2 separate regions of the Mus musculus genome follow, and region 1 is linked to region 2. Evidence: chromatin contacts called from public HiCAR-type data. All regions are on one chromosome and are shown on one strand. Each heading gives the region's core, a stretch centred on a gene start, on an enhancer-like site or on the middle of the called end of the contact. The rest is flanking DNA. Distances are from core to core; before and after follow the strand shown.

What was found. HiCAR-type assays count read pairs that join an accessible place to other places.
Region 1: a contact with region 2 is called in a HiCAR-type map of astrocytes, with 6 times the contacts expected there. The contact joins two enhancer-like sites. A contact is called at or near these places in 3 of 39 promoter capture datasets (HPC-7-derived erythroid cells, liver and pre-B cells), 2 of 115 datasets of contacts at active chromatin or transcription factors (astrocytes and embryonic stem cells) and 1 of 9 other capture datasets (embryonic stem cells).

What each region holds. Positions count from the first base shown.
Region 1 is chr2:147,297,335-147,302,950 of GRCm38.p6, reverse strand. The region is part of intron 3 of Nkx2-2os (NK2 homeobox 2, opposite strand); the gene reads right to left. Among named protein-coding and RNA genes, the nearest start is that of Gm14110, 24 kb to the left of the region's middle. Within about 2 kb of position 3,415, at least 66 of the 459 cell types and tissues checked have an H3K27ac peak or open chromatin away from gene starts, as enhancers often do. A contact at or near this core is called in astrocytes, where this site is marked.
Region 2 is chr2:146,545,089-146,550,664 of GRCm38.p6, reverse strand. 4933406D12Rik (RIKEN cDNA 4933406D12 gene) reads right to left here. Exons shown (of 4, transcript NR_040502.1): 4 at 4,557-4,981. Among named protein-coding and RNA genes, the nearest start is that of 4933406D12Rik, 4.9 kb to the right of the region's middle. Within about 2 kb of position 1,469, at least 59 of the 459 cell types and tissues checked have an H3K27ac peak or open chromatin away from gene starts, as enhancers often do. A contact at or near this core is called in astrocytes, where this site is marked.

The DNA of each region.
Region 1 (5,616 bases), core at 2,166-4,665, 750 kb before region 2:
CTGACTTGCTTAGAGAGAGAGAGAGAGACAGACAGACAGACAGACAGACAGACAGACAGACAGACAGACAGACAGAGACACAGACACAGACACACAGACACAGACACACACACACACACACACACACACAGAGAGAGAGAGAGAGAGAGAGAGAGATATGTCCAGAGTCATCCTCAGAACTTCTACTTGGACCAATGCAGTAAGACTTGGCCACAAGAGGGTATACCCCCAGGCACTTTAAAACCTACTTTGCATCTGTGAGAGACCGAAAATTGGGTTTGCTTTTAGCCTGGTAACCCCAGTGCCAGCCTCTGCCAGGATACCAGTGTTATCTATCATGTCCTATCCACCCTTTCCCTAAAGGAAAGTCTCCTCTAATCTTCAGACCAACCTCAAAGCTACAAAACAAAGAGTGAACGCCATATGGACCCTCGACTTCCCCTGTCTGCAAGCTTCTCCTTTGAAAGGCAGCCCACTTTTGTATTATCTATTACTTTTTAAAATCTCTGCACCTTCTCCTTTCCACACTTATCTTCATAAAACAGCTTTGGGTTTTTATTACTAGTTCCCTAAACTTATGTGGTTTCTAGCATGGCCTTGGCATGTATGCTGAGCAGTAAGGATGTATGTGAATAGGAAAGAGAAACACTTAGAGCCCTCAATAGCGAATGGACGGGGACTTCAGATCTGTTATAACTAATAGTAAACTTCAGCTTGACTTTCAACATCCATCTTAAGCTTTCCTAGTAATGCATTGTTATTGTGTTTTATGAAAGTGCACACCCATGTTGACTGAAGATGTTTCTAAACGTGATTTCTACTCTCTGTCTCCACTTTTCCTGCAGATCAGACAGCAGCTCTCCTTCCAGTCAAGTCATTTCATGCTCCCTGGAGCCGACAGGTTGGGAAGTACTGGTCCTTGCTAGAAGGAACAGTTCCCTTCATGAGGTCAAGAGGTCAACATACCTAGAGACATAACCATAAAGACTCAATGACTAAGTCCAAGCATACCCAGGATCGTCCCAGATATTTTGGCCAACCTTCCAGGTCCAGGAAATGAGTTCTTTTCTATCTAATGGCTGCACCCATGCATCTGGCAGAAAGCACGGTAGCAAGTGGCTCGGTGGCCTAGAGAAAGCCACCTGGTCACAGCAAGGAACTTGAGGTGCTTCAAGCTTATCTTCTCCAGTTCGTTAGGAGTTGCAATTTTTCAGAGGTTCACAAGAAAGGCTTTGTCTCTCTGAATAAAATCTACAAAAGTAGCTAAAATTTCATTTTATCTTCTTTATTTATTATTTTTCATAGTCGTAGGTATCAAACACAGGAACTCACCTATACTAGGCTGAGCTACAACCCAGCTTAACCAATTTCTTTTCAGGATTTATCTCAGTCCTTAAGAAGAATTATAATCCAGGATATGGTGATACAAACTTTTAATCCCAGCACTCAGGAGGCAAAGGCAGGTAGATCTCTGATAGTTCAAGGCCAGCCTGGTCTACAGAGTGTGCTTCAGGATGGCCAGGGCTTTATTACTAAGACTAAGCTTCAAAACAAAACAAAACAAAACAAAACAAAAATATTGCTGGTTTGGTAGTTCACACCTGTAATCTTTACACTCTGGAGACAGAGGTAAGAGGATCAAAAATCATTGAAGGCCATCTTGAACTACATAGTGAGATGTTGTCTCAGAAGAAAATGTGACTGAACCTTTGCTCGGTGCTATAATTATCTATTACTGGCTAGCAAGCCTGTGCAACATCAGTGACTTAGGCCAACAGTAATATGTGTTTGGCTCCTGAATTTGCTGTTTGGATGGAGAGTCACAGAAAGAGTCTGTTTCTCCATCTTAGCTCCTCCTGACATCAGCTAGGCTGCCCTAAGGTTGAGAGGAGTCACCCACAGGCTCTTTGCTGCAGCTAGCACCTGGGCTAAGAGTGGGACAATGGGGTCCCCCTTGCACTCCTCTCTGTCCCTCTGGAGTCTGCCCATGTGGTCTCACCAAGACAGGAGCTTCAGGTGAAGCCACATAAGCACCAGGTTCCCAAAAGTGTGTCCTAGAGAGACTGTGACAAAACAGAGCCACCTCCTATGACTCCTTCCAGGTTGCGTCCTCTGCTCACTGCAGCCAAACCCAGGCCAAAAGAAGAGGCCTCTCTGCTTCTTTAGAAATATGGGCAAGGCCATGTTGGAGGATGTGGTGGTTTGAATATGCTTACCCAGGGAATGGCACTACTGTGGCCTTGTTGGAGGAAGTGTGTCACTGAGGGATTGGGCTTTGAGATCCTCCTGCTAACCACATGGGGGTAAGACTTCTCCTGGTGGCCTTCAGATGAAGACACAGAACTCTCAGCTCCTCCTGCACCATGCCTGCCTAGGCACTGCCATGCTCCTGCCTTGATGATAATAGACTGAACCTCTGAACCTCTGAACCTGTAAGCCAGCCCCAATGAAATGTTGTTCTTATAAGAGTTGCCTTGGTTATGGTGTCTATTCACAGCAGTACTCTAAAAAAGACAGTAGAATATTGTTGTATTTGCACAATACAGTTTATATTGGTCATGGCTATCATGAAATAGTCAAGGCAGGGTACTCTATAAGCAAAATTGCTATACTCAGTCCCCAGTTTTGGAGAGTAAAGTTCAAACAACATGGTGTGGGATGTTGCCCAGGATTTAGGGCAGATGGCAAGGGCATGTAGGGATATCATCACTTCTCAAAGAGCAAGCTGAAATGAGGTTGGGTCAGGCTAAAGCCAAGACCGGGACCAGAGTTTTATAGCACCTAGCTGCTTTATGAGAACTCAGTCTAGGAGACCACCATTCCCTTCTGAGAGCAGCATCAATGATGCAAACACTGCAGGTAGACCACATCTTTTAAAGTTCCACCAGCTCTTACACAGATTGCTAAGGACCGAGCCTCTAGCACATCAGCTTTTGAGAAGACAGACTTAGACCATCTCTAAGGCACAGCACAATTTATTACCACAAATACACAGGAGCAAGAGAAAAGTATGCAACATGTTAGCTTCATGCATTGAATGAGCCCGAGTATAAGATGTTTGGATCCTGCAAATACCCCAGGCAGAGGGGAAAGCCACTGGACCACTCTGGCCATGGCAGACAACTGGAGCCATGAGCGCCAAGAAGAGTTAGTGGAACTTCTCTTGATGTATGTTCCACAAACATTCATCCAGTCAGAGTTGTCACTTATCATTCTGGGGCCAACCCTAGTTAAATGACTCCACAGTACTGACTAGTGCCCTGCCAGGAGATCAATCAGCTCAAGTGCTCCCTCCTCCAGACAGTCCTCTTTGACCTTCCCTGCTAGTAAGCATCACCACTCCACCCAGTGGGGCCTCCACTCCAGCAGTGAGCTCTCTCGGCCACAGTGTGTGAATACATTAGTGATGAGTCACTGGCTTGCCTATTCTGCCTGAATAAGTTCCTCCAGGCCCAGGGCTACATTTTCTGTTGTGTCCCTCACTATGCCTGCCCGGTGACTGCCACAAGGGATCCACTGACCCTTGATCACCGAAAGAGGAAAAAGTATGGTAAAGTTTTAGAGATGCACCCTATTACCATTCTATTGGGTTCATATTGATCTCCTTGGGACTCTCAGTCATATGGACATTCATATGTATCCTGGATGGTGGAAACATGTCTGAGTGTGCATATTTGTGCATGTATGAGTGTATGTTCTGTGTACATTTTGTGTGAGAACAAGCCTGTTAATGCATTTGTACATCTTTGTATAGAAAGATGTGTACATGTGTGTAGATGTGCGTTGGTATTGGTGCAGTGATCCATGTGTCTCAGTGTGTGAACATGCATGTGCTTGCATGTAATGTTATTGATGCTGAGCTTGTGTATGCTTGTCTGTGAACATGTGTCTGCGTCTTTGTATGAGTATATATACACATACGTGTATGTATAGACATATGTGTGTGTGTGTGCACATGTGTAAGCTTGTCTGTGTCTGTGCACATTGACTTGTGTATGAGAGAGGGAAGACACACAAAACTGCACATCCAGAAAGCCAGCCATGGGTCTGCAGGCCTGAGCCTGAGGTACCCCGCCCTCATTGCTGATTCTTCTAGCATCCTCAGGGAGGCCATTCTGACTTCCTCTCTGGACAAGGAGCTAAGCAGAGGTCAAGTGACTTGCTCCAGACCCCACAGCAAGTGGTGGCAGCTCCGAGAGGGTCTGATTGCCAGCTCACTCTCCCTCCGCAGGGCCGAGCTGCCTCTCTGTGGTGTGTTGGCACCTGGCCCAGGCCTGGCTGCCGGGTTCTGAGAGCTCCCATTGTGGGTGAGACTCGGCCCAGAGCCATCACCAGGGCCTGCAGGTGACAGCTCTGTTTTGAGAGGCAGAGGGAGGAGTGACTCCCGAGGAGGCAGGAAAAGGGGTGCCTCTGGTTCTGTGTGGGGAAGGGGCTGAAAATCAGAGGCATGTAAAAGCAGAATGAGGAGAGAGGAAACTAAAGCTGAAGAGGAATAATAAAGATGTCAGGAACTCACACACACACACACACACACACACACACACACACACACATGGAACAGGGGCGAATGACCAACAGCGGGTAAAGCACACACCAACGCAACAGGAAGCAGAGTGCTGGAGGCCACATGGGCTCAGGAAATGTTTTGTTTCCTACTTTAATTGGTGACCTTGCTCACAGTTGCTGGAAGTGGGCACAGCTCAAGAGACTTGAGTGTTGGTGTAGGACAATAGGCAGCTGAATGGCACAGGAGAGCAGCCAAGAACGGTTTTCAGTTCTGTCTCAGAGATGCAAGGAATGGCTGGGCAGAGAAGGAGAGATCAGAACCCTGCAAGCTGGACCCTAGCTGGGCGCTCTGTAGAAAGGCACCCGGACAGAGGTGGCCACAGCCAGGCGCACTGAGACGCAGGGACCGCTGCCCCCTACTCGACTTGGATGAGAGCACCCAGGCAGCCCTGGAAATGGCGTCAGAAGGGAACTGCATTCACCCAAGCTTGCCTCACCAAGTGTGACCAAAGGGAATGAATGGTCTTTAATAGGCTTCCTGAGGAAAAGGAGCCAGGCCTCTCAAAGGACAGGCTCAAGGGACAACAGGCATCCTTAGAGTCTCATCAACAGCCACATCACTGGTGGAAACTGGTTTTAGTTCTTACAGATTGAGACCTGTGAGTTAGGGACAAGAACATAGTTACATGTAGCAATGGGGGAGGGCCACATTGCAATTTCTTCCCATCACCTTCTTCCACACCTCTCCTCTGACAAATAAACACGTGAAAGACATCGGTTGACAGGAACACAGAGTGTGTCCATGTCTAGCACCAGCTAAAACAAGATCCTGCGGTAAAACCAGAAAAATTCACCTAAACTAAAAGGTCGAGGATGGACTCGGTATAAGCAAGCATTTCTCTTCCTGCTCTCTCACAACATCTTTTTTGTTGTTTTTTGTTTTGTTTTGTTTTGGTTTGGTTGTTGTTGTTGTTGGTTTTCTTTTTTTATTTACTATTTTCTTTATTTACATTTCAAATGTTATCCCCTTTCCTGGTTTCCTCTCTAAAAAAATCCCTATCCCCTCCCAACCCATCCACTCCCACTTCCTGGCCCAGGCATTCCCCTATA
Region 2 (5,576 bases), core at 220-2,719:
CACACCATGGCAAGATCTTGTATGATGTTTAGAAGCAAATAGGCTTCTGGGGCAGCAAAGATGTATTTACATCAACTGAGTCTATTATATAGTGGAGCGTGTATTAACTGCTCTGCACACATATTTTATTTAATCCTTATGAGACTTGAGAGACTACAAAAGGATAGTCTGCCAGAGAAAGAAAGATGATCATTATGCACACAAGATGTGCCCTCAGACCATAGATTGATGTTCCATAAGCCAGCAAGACATCCAGGAGCCAGATGATGGGAAGTATCTGTAAGACGGAGTATTTTGTCATAGGACAGTAAGTGATTAGATTAGGAGAATTGGAAGTTTATTATCTGTTAGCCAGAAGTGAATAGGACCTCAAGACCAAGGCCAAATGATAAAAGAGGCTTCCCTTTCACTGCACAGTTCTGCTGTGTTAAAATGTGTGATTTCAGCCAGACATTGGGGTACATATCTATAATCACAGGACTTGTTAGTCTGAAGCAGGGGTACACCATGCAACTCTGTCTCAAAAAAGGGGGGACAGAAACTTCTACACAGTGTATGTGGTTGAACTCCAGGTATCAGTGGTAGGTGCCATTCCTCTTAGGAGTTAAAGAACCTCAGAGAACTAACATGCCACCCAATGATGGACAGATATAGGAAACTCTTGACAATGTCTTTCTAACATGCCGGGCTGTGAATTGGCCTCTTCAATTCTAGCACACTTTTGGGAGTGCCTCTTTTTTTGTTGTTTTAAAGTAACTCTCAACTCCTGAATTCTCTCCCTCCGTTAACAGGATGTTATTAAAAATGAGCCAAGTTGCCCACGGACTTTCAGGAGGGGATCAGTATGTACAAGCACTTGTCTGTCTGTTTTGTATTCCCCTGGAGTGGTTCTGTCTGTTCTCTGCTAAGACAGGATCTGACCTCCCTCTGCTCAGACGGGACCCACTCCAGCCTCTCAGCTCTATGTGTAGAGGTTACAAGGCTCACATACAACTAACTACCATTGAGAAGCTGCCGGTGAGGGAGAGGGTAGTATTCTGGCCTCAACACTCAGCTTCTGGCTGAATCCCACAGATCTGATTGTTGAGGGTGAGAGCTGGGGAGGAGATGCTATTGTGGAGAAAGTGGGAGGCCACTTTAAGGAATTTACATAGTACCTTCAAGTTGGTGTTGGCAGGACTGTATTCATCCGCAGCCAGCTACCGGCTCAAAGGCTTAACTGACAAAGCTCCAGCTCCTTCCCTGAGCCAGTTAGAGGAGGCAGTCTAAACTCTCTCGCTTGAGTAAACTCATAGTTCCTACTGGTTCCTAGTCCTGAACAATATCTACAAATAGGGCGCCAGGCATTTCCTTTATTGGCAGCATAGTGACTTTTCCTAGGATAAGCTCAAAATGGAAGGGCCAGAGGCCAGTCTGTACTTAATGGAGTTGGGGGAGGGGGACTGTAACCATAGCAGCAGCAAGAATAACACTAATAGTAGGGATTATGCATGGAGCCCTCTTTCCAGGCCAGGCCACAGTAGGTGGCCTTCATGAGCCCAGACAACCCTTTATCATCAATGGGTCCACATTACCTTCGAGGAAACTCAGTCTGAAAGAAGGAATTTGCCCCAAATCCTAATCCTGCAACTGCTAAGCGACTCAGCCAGGAAGCCAAAATTAACACCCAGACTCACGTTCTATCTGGATTTCTCCTTCTGAATTTTTTTTCCTCAAAATCTTTGGTGTTACGATTTAAAACAAAACAAAACAAAACAAAACAAAAACAAAAACAAATCAGGCTGGTGACAGCTCAGTGATAGAGTACCAGCCTAGCATGTTCAAGGCCCAAGCCCCAAAAGAAAAGAAAAAAACAAAAATGATTTGGTGCCGTAGCAGCACAGGTAGGTTGTCCTAGCACTTAGGAGGTAGAGGCCCAAGGATCAGAACCTAAGGTTAACTTGGTTACAAGGTAGATTTGAGGCCGGTCTGGGTTACTTGGGACTCTGTCTCAAAGAAACAATAACAAATAAAATAAAAATTCAAAATGGGTGGGGGGTTGGATGGGGTGGGTGCTAGAGAGATTGCTCAGCAGTTTAAACACACACATACACACAACATTCTTGCAAAGAATCCAAATTTAGTTCTCAGCATTACATTGTGCAGCTTACAATGCCCATGAACTCTAGGGGATCCCCAGAGTCTCTGTGGGCACCTGAACTCATGGGTGCATATACACACACGTAGACACATAATTTAAAAAACAAATAATAAAAAGAAATGAATCTTTGGAGCTGGAGCGATGGCTCAGCAGTTAGGAACATGATTGCTTTTTCCGGAGGACCCAGCACCCACATGGCAGCTCTCAGCTCTCAGTAACTCCAGTTCCAGGGGATCTGACACCCTCACACAGACAGGCATGTGGGAAAAACACCAATGCACGCGAGCTAAAAATAAATATTAAAAAAAAAAAAGAAAAGAAAAGAAAGAGAAAATTCAGACAGAAGGGCAGAGGAGAGGGCGTGAAGATAGAGTGGGCAATGGTCCATCCTAGGCTGTAGTTGGGTGAGATTCACTCTAATGCTCGAAATCACAGTAGGATTAGTGTGGTTGACAGTACTTAATATATACTACATAATAGCTGGTGGAAAGATCTCAGGTGTTCCGAGAATAAAGGATCGGTGTTTGAAGTCACCAAGCATGCCAGCTCCCCTGACACTCGTCATACACCAGCAGTAAAGTGTCACCGCATACCCTATAAATGTGCCTGGTTATTATGTCACTAAAACAAGCATGCGTAAGTAAGCACGGTGAGAGACAAGTGGTCTGAGACCAGTCTCTTCATTCATGATGAATTCACAACCAGTCCAAAAGAAACAGGAGATTCTGAAATTCCGCACTGGCGCAGAATCCTTGGTGTTTGACATGTGCCCGCTGTGGATTTGGTAATTTGCCATTCGGTAAGTTCTTTATGCACAACTTTCTCCTCAAGCTGGCAAGCAAGTGTGATGACCTTTTTGTGAGATCTCTGAGCTGCTGACTCTCCCCTTACCACTCCACACTGATGCTTGTTCACTTCCCAAATTACCACTGAGGAACTGCCATCCCCATCCCTCCACCCCTACCCCTCCATCCCCGTTCCTCTACCCCCCCTCCATTCACACCCCTTCATCCCCACCCCTCTACCCCCACTTCTCCATCCACACCCTCCACCCCAACCCCTCCACCCCCACTCCTCCATCCCTACTTCTCCACCCCACTCCACCCCAACTCCTCTATCCACACACCCTACCCCACCCCCTCCATCTCCATTCCTCCACCGCTACTCCTCTACCCCCAGACACAAAGAATAGATCTACAGAGATGTTCACTTGAGCATGCCTTACCCATGAAAGGCAAGGCTATTGAGTACTAAACTGTTTCCATACAGCAGTTTTTTCTTTTTTCTTTCTTTCTTTCTTTTTTTCTCGAGAATTCAAGCAAGACTTCAATCCGGACGACCTGGAGCAGTGATTGGCTTTGGGACTGGAGCATGTCAGCCTTATTTCATGGAGTACTCATCCTCCAAATGTGTGCACATTCCATCCTGAGGGCAGCCAGGGGGCTGGAGGTGAGCCTGTTTCCTGCAGACTAATGTTTCTCAAGGGGCGACCATTTCATGTGTCTACCCACGTGCCACTGTCAGTCCAGCCAGAAGGCCACCTCCTAAAATCGGTGCTGGGAGACTAATTGGTTTACCAAGAATTATTAAAAATGTTAGTGTATTTTAGAAAACAGGAGCACTTACTGCATTTCCTGCTGTTTCAGGATAAGAACACAGACAAAATGACTCCAAAGTATTAGTTAAAAGTGAGTTTTAATCTGATCGGTTGGGATTTTGTTTTTCATAAACCAGATTACATAATATGCTCTCTCTGCCACCTTTAAGCCTGCTTGGTCCACGCCAAGCTGTATTCGTGCTAATCGCTTGCGACACAGTACCAGAGTAGACTCCCTACCATACCGATTTTAGTTGGCAGAACTCAGCTCTTGAGACTCCGTGCTCTGTCCCCATTAGTGCCGCGATATTGCAGAGCGTCACCCTCTTACCCTCTGAAGCAGCACTACATTTGTCACAAACCAGTGAGTCCCATGGCGATGGGAGAAAGTAATAAGATGCTGTTAAGAGCTCTGAAGTTCTGAGGTCCTGGGTCACATGCCAAGCATCTCGGAGGAACATTCATTTAATCCTCCAGTCTCTCTTAGCTGCCGAGGCCAGGCTGCATCCAGAGGGCCAGCAGGGAGTTCACTAAGGGAACATTTACAGAGGTGAGGGCAGAGTGCCGCGACCCACGTGGGATGGTGAGAGCCATAGCAACAATGGGAACTTTTCAGGACATATAAGACAGTAGGTAGGGTCAGGAAAAAGGTAAGGTTGCTGGGCGTCTCTCCTGCTTCAGGCAGCTCCCATTGGCCACACCCAACTAGCAGGCAGAGGGCTCTGGGGAATATTAACCAATCAGAGAGTTCATGCTCTTGGCATAGATTATGAAAAAAAAAATTGGACCCATGAAAAGCAAGCAGAGAAAAACGAGCATAACATAGTGGTCACTGTTTTCATTCTTAACCTAAAATACTCAGCAAGAGATGGGGCAGCTGGGGTCAGAGTGTTGGGCTAATTTCCCCCAAGTCAGCTGGAGATTTGGAGCCAGGCTTCCTGACTTAGGCTGCCCTTGATTTGGTCTCTGTGGTCCAGTTACTTTTTCCCATTTTGGACTCAGATGAGCAAAACTCTGCCCATTGTCCAAATCCATCACTTTCCCTGTGACAAATAGGAGCTTACTACAGTCTCTCGGGCCAGTTTTCTCTTCTACGGAAGTAGTTTCAACTCTTCAACTGCCAGACTTGATCTTAGTGTCATCTTACAGAGCCAGACATACTTCAATGAACTGCTGTCCTCCTGGCCTGACGCTTGTACCAGTTTGTTTTCCATTGCTATGATGAAGTACCTGAGGTTGGATAACTAATAAAGAAAAGGAGTTCACTTAGCTCACAGTTGGGGAGGTTTACAGTTTAAATAGTACAGTGCTAGATTTGATAAAGGCTCCACAACTGTATCACTTCATGACAGGTAACACCATGGAAGACGCATCACAGGATAGATCACAGGATAAGACAGGAGGTCACAGAGCCTCTGGAATCCAATGAGCTTAACTCCCTGACTCAGGTTCACCTCCTAAAAGTCCAACTACCTCTCATCCCTACACTGGGGACCAAGCTTGCAATGACCTTCAGAGCATAATAATATTGTATATGAGATCCCCTCTCATATTGCATTCTATACTATGGAAAAGGTGACATGGATGAATGTGATGTCCCGAACTGTTCCCGTTCTTTCTCGGTACTGACAGTCCTGAATGTGATTGGGGCCTAGTGAGTTTGCCTAACTTAAAATATTTCTACTGCATTTTCTAGGAGTTCATGTTTTATATTCTCTGGTGGTTAACCTCTTTGTTTCATTTTGCTGAATGGAAGCAAACTTCAAAATATTCACATAATAATTTCTAAAAGCTTTACTGTTTCTCTAATTTTTGAGGTTTTTTTTTTCGGTTTTGTTT